2 separate regions of the Pan troglodytes genome follow, and region 1 is linked to region 2. Evidence: chromatin contacts called from public Hi-C data. All regions are on one chromosome and are shown on one strand. Each heading gives the region's core, a stretch centred on a gene start, on an enhancer-like site or on the middle of the called end of the contact. The rest is flanking DNA. Distances are from core to core; before and after follow the strand shown. Region 1 has its middle 19 kb from the start of TFPI. Region 2 overlaps TFPI (tissue factor pathway inhibitor).

Region 1 (6,917 bases), core at 4,354-6,853, 74 kb after region 2:
AATATGCAGGTTGGTTACTTAGATATACATGTGCCACAGTGGTTTGCTGCACCCATCAACCCGTCATCTACATTAGGTATTTCACTTAATGCTATCCCTCCTCTAGTCCTCCACCCCCCTACAGGCCCCAGTGTGTGACGTTCCTCTCCCTGTGTCCATGTGTTCTCATTATTCAACTCTCTCTTATGAGTGAGAACATGCGGTGTTTGGTTTTCTGTTCCTGTCTTAGTTTGCTGAGAATGATGGTTTCCAGCTTCATCCATGTCCCTGCAAAGGACATGAACACATCCTTTTTTATGGCTGTGTAGTATTCCATGGTGTATATGTGCCACATTTTCTTTATCCGCTGTATCATTGACGGGCATTTGGGTTGGTTCCAAGTCTTTGCTATTGTGAATAGTGCTGCAATAAACATATGTGTGCATGTGTCTTTATAGTAGAATGATTTATAATCCTTCGGGTATATACTCAGTAATGGGGTTGCTGTGTCAAATGGTATTTTTGGTTCTAGATCCTTGAGTAATTGCCACACTGTCATCCGCAGTGGCTGAACTAACTTACACTCCCACCAACAGTGTAAAAGCATTCCTGTTTCTCCACATCCTCTCCAGCATCTGTTGTTTCTGACTGTTTAATGAGTGCGATTCTAACATGAGATGGTATCTCATTGTGGTTTTGATTTGCATTTCTCTAATGACCAGTGATAATGAGCTTTTTTTTTCATATGTTTGTTGGCCACATAAATGTCTTCTTTTTAGAAGTGTCTGTTCATATCCTTCACCCACTTTTTAATAGGGTTGTTTGTTTTTTTCTTGCAAATTTGTTTATGTTCCTTGTAGATTCTGGCAAATTGTCTCTGTTTGCAGATGACATGATTGTATATTTAGAAAAACCCATTGTCTCAGCCCAAAATGTTCTTAAGCTGATAAACAACTTGAGCAAAGTCTCAGGATACAAAATCAATGTGAAAAAATCACAAGCATTCCTATACATTAATAACAGACAAACAGAGAGCCAAATCACGAGTGAACTCCCATTCCTAATTGCTACAAAGAGAATAAAAGACCTAGGAATACAACTCACAAGAGATGTGAAGGACCTCTTCAAGGAGATCTACAAACCACTGTTCAAGGAAATAAGAGAGGACACAAATAAATGGAAAAACATTCCATGCTCATGGATAGGAAGAATTACTTTGGCCATACTGCCCCAAGTAATTTACAGATTCAATGCTATCCCCATCCAGCTACCATTGACTTTCTTTACAGAATTAGAAAAAACAAACTACTTTAAATTTCATATGGAACCAAAAAGAGCCCATAAAGCCAAGAGAATCCTAAGCAAAAAGAATAAAGCTGGAGGCATCACGTTACCTGACTTCAAACTATACTACAAGGCTACAGTAACCAAAACAGCATGGTACTGGTACCAAAAGGTATATATAGACCAATGGAACAGAACAGAGGCCTCAGAAATAACACCACACATCTTCAACCATCTGATCTTTGACAAACCTGACAAAAAAACAGCAATGGGGAAAGGATTCCCTATTTAATAAATGGTGTTGGGAAAACTGGCTAGCCATATGTAGAAAACTGAACTGGACCCTTTCCTTACACCTTATACAAAGATATGTGTAATATTTTTTATAAAATCTGAAAATTGAAAGCAATTTTTTTGAACATTAAATTCAGGGGTACATATGCAGGTTTGCTATACAGGTAAATTATGTGTCATGAGTGTTTAGTGTATAGATTATTTTGTTACCCAGGTAATAAGCACAGTATCTGATAGTTTTTCACTCCCCACCTCCTTCCCAACCTCCACCCTCAAGTAGGCTCCAGTGTCTGTTGTTCCCTTCTTTGTGTCCGTATGTACTTGATGTTTAGCTCCCACTTACAAATGAGAAAATGTGGTATTTGGTTTTTGTTCCTGTGTTAGTTTGCTAAGGGTAACGGCCTCCACCTCTATCCATGTCACTGCAAAGGATATGATCTGATTCTTTTTCATGGCTGCCTAGTATTCCATGGTGTATATGTACCAACCACATTTTCTTTATCCAGTCTTCTGTGGATGGGCATTTAGGTTGATCAATGTCTTTGCTATTATGAATAGTGCTGCAGTAAATGAACATGTGCATGTGTATTTGTGAAAGAATGACATAACAATTTAAAAATTAATCATTGTGGACTAAATAAATACATTTTGGTATAATCATTTGATAGAAGACTATTTGGATAAAATACAGTAATACAGTATTTAGATAAAATACAGTATACACATGACCAGGACAAAAAAATAAATCAGAGTAAAAGTTAAGAACAATATCATTTACCTAATTTTAGAAATACACATAGCTATATATGCAATAAAAGGACATAGGGTTACATTTGTTGTTTGTTCTAGAAAGGAGGGGAGAGGAATGCAATAGGGAAAGACTATAAAGAATAATGTGGCCTTCAACTATACATGTAATATTTTATATATCTTATATGAAATACTAAATAATACTGTATTTTACACAAAATACTATATAATAAAATATAAATTATTACATATAACATGGAGCAATTACAATGAAAATGCTAGTATTTACTAATTGTGGATGATTGCTACTGGATTTTTGGGATATTTTCCTTTCTACTTTTCCTCGTTTTCAAATATTTAAATTAAAAATAAATTAGAACATATACAACAGAAAAATATTAGACATTTTTACAGTTCATTCTTTCCAAAATGCTTAATTTAAAAAATTATAACTACCTAAATGAAAGAAAAAATAACCATTTGTTATCAAGATAATATTTGTAGAAACGAATTAAAAGTCCTTCAAACATTATTTAATTTGATCATTTTTATCACATCATAAAAAGGGCAGGTATTCTTTTGCTTTTATATAATGATGTTATTCTCTTTTATAATATAGTTTCCAAAGTCAATGTACATGAAAAGTAAAAAATATCTTTCCTGGTTATCTGCATAAGATGTGATAACCAAAAAACTTCCAATGTAATAACCATGTGGAACTAACAGCACTCTTTTTCTAAATGTACTGATTTTTCTTTTCAATAGCTTTTTCTCACAAAGCAGCTGACCATTTTTGGCAAGATTTAAGAATTTTAACCTACAGCTCTCTTTAGCTGTCTGTGCTAGGCATGCATGGCAACAAATGCCTTCTGAATTTCCCTCAAAAGAAGCTTCTTTTTGCCTGTATTTTCTCTTTCTCTTGAGGAAAGCAAACAAACTTCATTTATGCTGTGCCTTTATTTTAAAAGAAAAACCACAGAATGTGAACTATGTAAACTAAATAAATTGAAAGCTATGATAACACTGTATGTAATCTTGACATCACTTTAAGTCTTGCAACATTAAATATAAATCTTGGAACAAATTATTTTGTGGCCCAAGAGAAAGCACACAAGAGAAATTTGTTATTTCCCTTTTTGTGTATGCTTTTTTTTCCATCCGTGAAAAATGGATATTGGTTAGGGGCGACTAGCAGACTAAATTTCCTGTTTCTTCCTGCCTTTCCCCAACTCTATGTGAAAGATAAAAACTCAGAACACGGATTTCCTGCTGAGCTTGCTGCTCTATCCTTTCTGGGAATTTTCCTAATTGAGAAAAAAGTCCAGATGGAAAAATGTAACCTCCTTTGAGAATTCAATAGGCAATTTAAAAAGTGCTCAAACATTTGTCCAATCTCTTCTCCTAGGTTCTGGCACGTGTGAAATGCACCTGATAAAGAAGTGTGATGGGTCTGCTCACCATATTCTCTTTAAGCTCAGATTTAATTAAGAAAAGTAATGTTTTACTTAACACAGAATTATAAAACCATTATTCACCAAAACGATTATAAGCTATTACAAAATTTAACAAAGTAAACACACTTGATTTTCTTAACAATGCCTTCAGATAGCACACAGGATGTTTAAATAACTTTACAAGTGTTAACTCCAACTCTATAATCCTTGAGTTTAACCATTATGAGGTATTGTTTCACTGAACTTTTTAGGACTAAGAGGTTTGCAAATTAATGATCCCTTTTTCTTTGCAGTATTTAAGGGATCAGTTAATACACACAAAACCTTGGGTGAGTGAACAAAAAGAGAGAAAAGACCATGGAAAGGAGAAGCAAAACTGCTGAGAATAAATTCACAGCCTTGTCCCTGAAAATGAACCCCTGTTGTGCTCACCAGAGTTTTAGTATGTATGGATTTCATTTAGGATATCTGCCTGGACCCCCTTCAAAAAAAGTCAAACCTCAGGGGACAGTTATCTTTGCTTTTGTGGTTTCTACATCTCTCAGGACCCTGTTTGCTTCTGCATTGGAATGTTAAGTCTCAGAATTTATACTTTTAACCATTCTGTGTTTTATTCTTTAATGTTCTAGCCTTTAATTGTTTTGCTTTTATTTATTTTCTATATTTTAAACTGGTTTTAGGCTTTTCATTTACTAGGCCATTTATTTTAATTATTTTGTAACACATTCTTATTCATTTAATCTTTTATTGCTTGTATTCCATTGAAAATCATTTAATATTGAATCCTGTATATAATATTTTTAACGAATTTTGTTGTTTTCAGTGTTATTTTAACTCTTAGTATTTAAGTATTTAACTTGAGTTATTTTAACTCTTAAATATTATTATTGGTGCTGTATTAATGTATATATAATGCATGATGATCATGTATATGAATATAGCATGGTATAAACCACAGAAGTTGAGCCTTTTTTCCCTTCTACTTAATATAGCGGCAAGCCTTCTATCCGCCTAGGATGGACTACCCATCCCTTAGCAAAAATTGTACTCAAATACTCTGTGATCACCACATTGAATAATTTCATAGGTCCAGAGACAAAATTTTAACTGTCCTGCAAGGAAGGACAGTAGCAAATTGCATAAGAAGTTTGTCTTCTCATACAAAACCATTTCATTTTGAATCTCCCAGGAAAATTACATGTAAGGATAGGTCCATTTTACTGCAATCTCCCCACCAGTATACACATTTGCTGATTTCTGTCTCTTTATGAATTGAGTTTCAGGGATAATTACTTATGGCATAGATTATCTTATCTCTCTTATTGATTAAGAATGCTTAAGGAACTTTGACCTCAGAAAGAATTAAGTTTACAATCTATACCTGCTGTTTCAGACTGTATAAAGGGAACTAAGCCCTTGATGGATCCTGGCCTGAGAAAGCCTGGCTGATTAGATAAGACAATCCTGCCCAGATTTTTTCAGAGTGCACAAGACCAGCTAGTAGTCATCTTCATTCTTTCCTTGATTATAACCTCTGAGCATCACAAAAGTTTCAACTGAATTGACTTATGCAGTTTCTAGACTCTGTTCATTTCTTTAGTTGAGAACAGAATTTCATTTTAGGAAGGTTTCAGTCCTGCAAAGCAGGTACAAATGTAGCTGATTTTCTCTAATGTGTTGTCCTTCTCAGCAGTGAAATTGTATATTTGCCCTCAGGTATATTAACTTGGGCATTATTGACATTTTAGAACAGATAATTCCTTGTTGCAGTAGGTTGCCCTGTGCACCGTAGGCTATGTAGCAGCATTGCTAGTCTCTATACACTAGATGCCAGTACACAACTGCCCCTGATGGTAACAACTTAACATGTCTCCAGAATTTGCCTAACATTCAGTGAAGAACGGAATCATTCCCAGGTGGGAACCATTGTTCCACTTTGAGCCTCACTCTGAAAACCTGACTGCATCTGGGGTGTTCTACTTAACTGTCTGTTCCTATGCTCTGTGTCTCACATTCTCCCTCTGAACTAATTATCTACCTGTGAGCTTTGGGGCTCTCAGGTAGCTTCTCAGAAAAGTATATCTGGGTATGATATATGGCCATTCTCTCAACTGATTTTCATTTCAAATAAAATAAAATAATAAAATAAATGCCAGTAAAATAAAATACTTGATTAACTAAGAATATCTGCTAATTATGGAGAATAAGAAAAGCATAAAGACAAAATATAAATAGTACATATTATTCATATGTATTTCCCAACTATAGGCATTGTAAAACGTTATTCCATATATTCTCAGTCATGGAGAGCTCTACAGATATATGTTTCTGTTTTTTTTTTAAATGGATTATATTTTGTCTATCAGTGTGTGGTCTGTTTTGAATGACTTCACGTTTTTTTTGTATTCTAATACATTATTTTATTAGCCATGTTATTTAATTGCAAATGTTTGATTAGTTACTAAACCAACAATCTGTTGTTAGAAAGCTGCATCTTTTAAATGATTATAAAATATCTGAATTTCATAGGCAATGTATTTTAGAAGGCCTGTATCTCTGCTACCACATTGGTATTAATAATATATTTTACTTCAAAGGAATTAGGCTGGTCCCAGCTTATGAAGTCAGCCAGGTTGTAGCCACAGATCCATGGACTTCTATATTTTATTATATAAGTGGCTACATCTTCCAATGGTAATATGATACTATTAGAAGATTTATCTCCCAGGGAGGACAATTTAAAAGTATAGAAATGTTTACCTGGTAATATTCCCTCTAGGCTACCACAATCTCATAAAAAAATTTGTAGAGGCAGAGTAGCATTGGTTGAGTATTGACTAAAGGAGTAAAGGTGCCAGACGTGGGTAAATTTATTCTAAAACAAGACTTAGACCAGAGTACAAGTTCTTCTGAGTGAGGATTGGACTAACTTCTATATATAATATGTACAGTGGTATATTAAAATGTATCTGTATTGTATTAGAGTTCAAAGATTATGTTCATGACCGTATATCTCAATAATACCAGAGTATGAGTTCAAAAGAAATTGAATACACTTTGTCTTTTTTATTCTATATTCTTTCTGATCACTTGAATTTTCAAATGTCTTCTATGAGTAACTAAGTTTGAATTATATATATATATTATTATTATTAT
Region 2 (6,726 bases), core at 1,975-4,474:
CAAGTCCAATAAAATTAATAGAAGCCTAATGTTAAGTAAAGTCTATTTGTTTACCAGTAAAGATAGACACTGAAAATTGTGAGTGGTGCAACCAAAAGAATAATGACAAAAATGCCATATAATACTTCTTGAATATTTTCTGCATATTGAGTCTATGTATTTTCTATGTCTTTGGCAATTGTTTTATTAATCTCTTATGGGGAATATTGAAACCTATAAATGACCTAAACCAATTTTGCCTCTAGAGGGCAGCAATATTATATTGAATTAAACAGATGAGTATAAATATCTTGAACAAAAGTGTTTTTATGCATTCTAAAATAGTTTACTTTGAACAACAACCAAAAAATGAATGAGACTTTAATATTTTCACATAAAATATTTTTAAAGCATAAAATACAGGATAAGTTTTTGGAGTATAATTGTCTCAAAAGAAATCAGTTTTAAATTTCCTGTAATTTCAAAATGTGAATTTTTTGAAACAGAAAATATGTGTGTAATAAAAGTTAAATTAGATAATTTTATTAATTGCATTCCACCCATAATATATTATTATTCTAATCAATTTTGAATTAATAGCAAGTATTAGTCTTATTTTAGTAATGTTAAAACTTTGTAACAAAATGATTGAAATGATATTGTTAATTTTTTATATGAGTCATAAAATTGTAAGTAGCCATTACAATCTTGAAAGGATTAAAAATACAGCTTTCTATACATAAGTTGGCATTTTCATGCTGTTTGATTCATGTGACACTAATTATTTTTGAAAACGTAAATTTTATCTCAATTACTAACACTGCTTTCAATTTTTAAAAATACTAGTTAAATTTACATAATACCATCTCATTATTTTGATCTATTTGATAAGTTAATTGATTATTTTTTTCAATTGAAATAAATTGAGCTTACAGAACTGATAGAAGAGTATGTTTTTCAGGTCCAGAATTTGTTAACTTAGAATAACATATGACAGAGAATTATTATGATACAGGGATAGTTTCAGCACCAAACACAATTGTCATAAAATAGCTAATTAGCAAGTAAGAATGTTGATCAAATCTTTAACTAAAGTTGAGTTTTATGCACATATGCATTTGTGTGTCTTCAAATTTTTCTGGAGTTATATTCAATTGACAAAATATAATGTTTGTGTTTACCAACATGATTTTTAAAATAATTTTAAACCAATAACAGTGTTACTAAATCCAATAAATATCTATAGTCTATATACAAATAATTGTATCAAAGTGAGTTAAGAAATATTGGTGAACATTGACAAGTTTAAATGTCATTTCTTTTTTTTTTCAAATCCTTTATCTAACATTTCATGTTGATGAACATATCTAAAATATGATAATTTGCTTTAGAAGGTCTCAGGCATATAGAGAGTTTCTGGTACCTATAAATATGAGTACTTCATGGTAAAATTTTCCATTTTTCTTAAATTAGATACACAAGTACTTTTTAATAGAAATTCATAACATAAATATAATTGAGGATTGCTAAAAATACTTTCTAAAAATCGAAAAATTTATGAACCAAAATGACTTGTTAAAACACATTTTCTCTATCACTGAAGTTATAATTGTCAGTTTTAAAAATCATTGAATGTTTTTTTTCTGAGTGGCACATTTATGAATAATTGTAAATGCTGTTTATATTTTTTTGTCTTTACTTAAGGATTTTAGAATGCCAAGCTGACATTTTGAGTTGTTATGAGAAACCAGAAAATTTGGTGTGAAGACCCTAAGTGGTGCGTCTGACTTACAGCAGGCCCACAGTAAGTATCATCAAATTACATATCGTGAGTTTCTGAACTCTAGACATGTTTGTTTTGAAACCAATAAAAATGTGACCTATCAGTTCCTTAAATATGGGACCCCAGAATTCACATAACAAAGCAGGAATAAAAATATTCTGGCATTTTTAATTTTACAGCTATATACCATTATCTCAAATTGCTGTAGAAATTCTCATATAATGTGATGTTATTCATTCCCAAGTTAACATTACTTTAGAACTTTAGAGACAAGTTATTGAGGTAGTGTTTCAGATAGAAAACTTGAATAAACATCTGTATCTGCAGAACACAAGGAACTTTACCTAATACCTGCATTGCCATGTATATTCAGAAAAATCATTTTTTATAAATCAATAATTTTATCAGATACTAATTGATGATTTCTCTACTTTTTATTCTTAATATATTTGATAGTGTTTATTATCAAGCTAAATCTTTTTTCCATTTTCTGCATTAAAGATATAATCACCTCTAGTTCAATCTGCTATTGAGTAATTTTGCCAGCAGGTGGTGGCAGTGCACCACAAAGGCAAAAGCCGATAAACTAGCTGTAGTAGTCGTACCTAGCAACAATAGCTAATGTTGCTCACTGAGTAATTACAATACCCTTGACATTTTTGTAATTGTACTCTTTAATGATCATAATCACCTACTGAGTTAGGCATTATTATCTTCATTTTATAAATTATAAAATAGCATTGCAGAAATTAAGTAGATAACTTAAATTCATACCATAAATGATGGGTTTAAAATTGATCCTCATATGGTTTTACAACAGCTATCTCACACATTCTTAATAACTACATGATATTGTCACAGATATGTGACTGAGATTCCTAAAGTAGCATTTGGATCAAACATACGGTTTTAATTATATAATTTCCACTCAATCAACAACATTTTTTTTCAAACATTCACCTTTATGAAACTAAAAATGGTTTCAATAATGGAAGTAGGTGATAATTTTATAGAAATTTTCTAGGAGAAACACTATTAACTTTTATGAATTATATTTTGTTATTAGGTGATTATTTGTCTTTATTCACACTTTAATGTATTTCTTATAGAAATCCTGTATTAGAATATTCTTTGTGCAGTGATCTTGCAGCCCACACCTAAGCACAGCATCCCTAGACTCAAGCAATGGCCAGGTGTGCTGTGTGACCCACAGTGCCATGCCACTTCACCCAAAAGGGATGGAAATCTGCCTCGGTTTTCATTTCTTATTTTGAATAAACCCTTTTGAACGTTAATAATTGGGTATTGACCATGCGTCAAGCACTGTGCTGTCACTACAGATATGACAGTAAATTAGATGACAGCAACCCCTCGTTCATGGAGCATATAGACACTAAGGACTTACATAAACATTCAGAAAGTCCTGGGTGCTGTGCGAGTGAACAGTAGGATACCTAAATTAGCCTGAAGGGGTCAGCGATAACTTTCCTGAGACTTGAAATTGAGACTTGAAGGAAATGTTTACAGAGGTAATAATTATCTGCCAGCAGCCATGAGAAAGCAAAACACATAGAGGGCAATCTAAAAGGAATTTAATCTGATCCAGTCATATAAATAGAATTATGGTTTATATTGAATCATTTGCCTTTGATGTCATGAATTTTATGTCTCATAGTCTAAAGGTTACAATCCTGCCTTCCCCTCCCCTCCCCCCACCCCATGTCCTGGGATGTTGGATAGAAGCTTACTATAATATTTGCTGCCTGAAAATATGTCATGCCCTTGACTGTAAGAATACTCATCCTCTTGGAACTTATTTGTGAATCTAGGGCTTTCAGGTAACTTACCATCTAAGAATCCACATGCTGCTAGACTCTAATTAAGGGATTTTATTTTATTTTATTTTATTTTCTGGCAGGGAAGAACAAACACATGTACCTTTTGCCTTCTCTGTGTCAGAAAATGTGCCAGATGCTTTTCCACTTTTTATATAAAAATCATAGGAAATTAGTTATTTACGTTATTCATTTACAGTTTAGGACACTGGTAGTCAGAAAGTTTAAATAACTTATTCAGTCTCACAAATGTACTAGGTGGCAAACTACACCTGCAAACTCACGTCTGTCTGATTCTAAATCCTACAAAAGATACTTGCCTTTCACTAAATGTTCACTCTTAATTTTCTGTCTCCTAGCCCAATGGAATTGTTTTAAAAAGCTTATCACTACTCTTTTTGTTATCATTTTTGCCTTATCTAGACGTTAATTCTAGATTATCCTCCCTGCTGATTTGACTGTTAAAAAATCATCTACTATTTGCTTGTGAGAGAAGCAATAAAATTTGATGTATTTTTCTATTAATAAGAGTACCTTATTTCAATTAAATAATATACTTCTGTAAAATGATGTTATGATCTTAGCATCATGTGATAAATTGTATCTCCAAAATAGAATTTTTTCAGATGTGAGATAAGGTTATTATAAAAATTAATTTTAAACAAAAACAAAATAAAACTAGATAAAACTGCAACTAGTTGGTGAAGAGGTCTTTAAGTCTAGCTTAAATATCAAAATTCTTTGTTACCACCTAGGTTTGGAAGCTACCTTATAGTAATTTTAAATTCTGGCTTAATTACTGATGACTTAATTCTGGATTATTGATTGACAGTGGCAGCAGCCACAATTTCAGGAACTTCCTGGTTAACCAATATTCATTTTCTCAGTCCAGTTGAGGAAAATTGGACTGGGACAAATACAGGGAACACTTGGATCTATTTGCTTCTCACTTCCCACAAGTGAGATTGCCTGTTTTTTCCCTGTTAAGACTTATTTTATCCTCCATCTTCCTTGTTTCTGTAACCTCCAGAATGTTAGAATTTTAACCCACCACCTTTTGAGAAAAAAGCCGAATGAGGGATTGAAACTCATAATGTTCAAATTCCTATTTTCAAAAAGGTACATTAGGGTTTTTACTAAATAATGCTTCATCTCTAGGAAATTTTTATAACATGACTTCCCCTTGTGGAGCCCTCAGAGAGCCAAGCTTGATTGAATCTCCTTCCTCTTCCCATCAACAGCAGCACTCTCCATGCTTCTGTCACTTTGTTTACTACTTTATACGGAAATAAACTGTCCACCCTTCACACTCCCCTAGGAAACGGTGAGATTCTTGAGCACCTCATCTCAGCCATACCTGTTTCTCTAGCACCTTCCACAGATTCAGGCCCAGAAGATGTATTTATTCAAACTTTATTAAAGTACACTGAACACAGTCATTTTAAAAAGCTATTAAAGCTATCAAATAAGAATGCATTTATGGAAATCTTTTTTACATCTTAAAACACTATACAAAAATAAGCTATCATTTTGTTAATATTCTCTCATTAATACCAATGCTTGAGATTTCTGTCAACAATTTACTAATTTGCCACAAAATGTTACTTTAAGAAAGGTATATATCCACAATAACCATCACCATACAGTTTCTCCTTGCTCTATTTTTTATTGTTAATAGTCTCATTTTTAGACACAGAGTTTTATGTGATTAGATCTAACTTATATTACTAGATCCTTTGGTGTCCTGGTTGACTAGATTTTTATATTAGTCTCAACTGGGAAGTTTTGATTTTGGAAATATGGGGAAGAAAGAGAGAATAGCTGAAACCTCAGATGTCTGAAGTTCCCTTTCCTCCTCACACTTTTCCTAGCCAAAGGGTAGCATCAAATGTCATAGGGAGTTGTTTTTACAACATTTTGCTCCTTGCAATAGCCCAGAGCTACTCCAGTGTTTAATATTGTATGCTGAAAAAAAGAGAGAAGTGTTTCAGCTAAAGTTACTTGGTTTCAGACTGTTTAAAACACACATGTGTGTGTATACACACACACACGCACACACACACATTAGGTATAATAAATTTCCAAAGAAAAATATCACTTCAATAACAACTAATTTCCCTCCACAATGGAAAAATATGGTAGATTTTTTAGATTAAAATTGAGAGCTTTAACTAGCTTAAAAAGATAATTGCTTCTAATATTTTACCTGTGATAATTGTGTGTTCTTCATCTTCCTCAGAATCAGCATTAAGAGGGGCAGGGGCAAGATTAAGCAGCAGGCATACAGAAGCCCAAAGTGCATGTACTTTCTTCATTGTGTAAATCATCTCTGAAATACAGACCATACATATCTAATAAATAAAGTGTTAATATGCTCTCATTTACAGACTAGTAAACATCATATGTGTACCTCATATGCAAATTTCTATGCCATTTTATGTGTATACACATACATTTCTCTGTGCATACTCAATGAGTCATACTTAAAATGTATATGTAGTATTCAGAATTATGGGCAAACACATTCAGTGCATATATTTATTAATATTCAAGCAAACAGGTCATATTTCAACTTTGAAAATATAAATAAAAAGGACAGTAATTGAGAGACATGGGTAAACGCTGATCAATATGGCGAAGTATGTATTAAAGTCCATTTCCATGTGCAATTTTACTTTCCACATCTTTCGCACAGCTATTCTTTCTCAGTCAGAACCAATAATTATTTAGGCATTTTTCTATTATTTCTTTAATGCAACTTTTAATTCCTGATTTATCTTTCCCTCTGCTCTAGTTCTTCTTTTAAAAAGGAAACACATTTTCAGAATTTTCATCTTTGTTTCCTTTAAAAAATACATTATTTACATCAATTTCCTAACCAGGTTTTCTATGATATAGCAGACAGCCAAAACAGAGGACAAAAGAAGTGTCTGACATTCGAGTTAGTCCTCTTTCCCAGTTCATTATTCCGCAGTTTAGGGAGTTATCTGATTCAAAAAGTTTCACAGAAAAGTGACTCTAAGTGATAAGCCATCACTCTTACACTCTAAAGGAATCAGATTTCAATGGGAGAGTGAGAATTTTCCTGTTTCAACGTTGTTTAAAGATCTATCGCCAAAAAAGAAAAAA

The links. Hi-C and Micro-C count contacts between places; a contact is called where the count stands out from the background.
Region 1: a contact with region 2 is called in a Hi-C map of induced pluripotent stem cells, with 4 times the contacts expected there. The contact joins two enhancer-like sites. A contact is called at or near these places in 5 of 7 Hi-C or Micro-C datasets (blood, induced pluripotent stem cells, a lymphoblastoid cell line and 1 more) and 1 of 1 other capture datasets (stem cell-derived neural stem cells).

What each region holds. Positions count from the first base shown.
Region 1 is chr13:89,599,283-89,606,199 of NHGRI_mPanTro3-v2.0_pri, forward strand. No RefSeq gene overlaps it. Among named protein-coding and RNA genes, the nearest start is that of TFPI, 19 kb to the left of the region's middle. Within about 2 kb of position 5,604, at least 1 of the 24 cell types and tissues checked has an H3K27ac peak or open chromatin away from gene starts, as enhancers often do. A contact at or near this core is called in induced pluripotent stem cells, where this site is marked.
Region 2 is chr13:89,527,212-89,533,937 of NHGRI_mPanTro3-v2.0_pri, forward strand. TFPI (tissue factor pathway inhibitor) reads right to left here. Exons shown (of 8, transcript XM_001162140.7): 2 at 5,804-5,926. The coding sequence starts at 5,924. LOC107973861 (a long non-coding RNA gene) reads left to right here. Exons shown (of 5, transcript XR_008546669.2): 2 at 1,684-1,783. Among named protein-coding and RNA genes, the nearest start is that of CALCRL, 53 kb to the left of the region's middle. Within about 2 kb of position 3,225, at least 1 of the 24 cell types and tissues checked has an H3K27ac peak or open chromatin away from gene starts, as enhancers often do. A contact at or near this core is called in induced pluripotent stem cells, where this site is marked.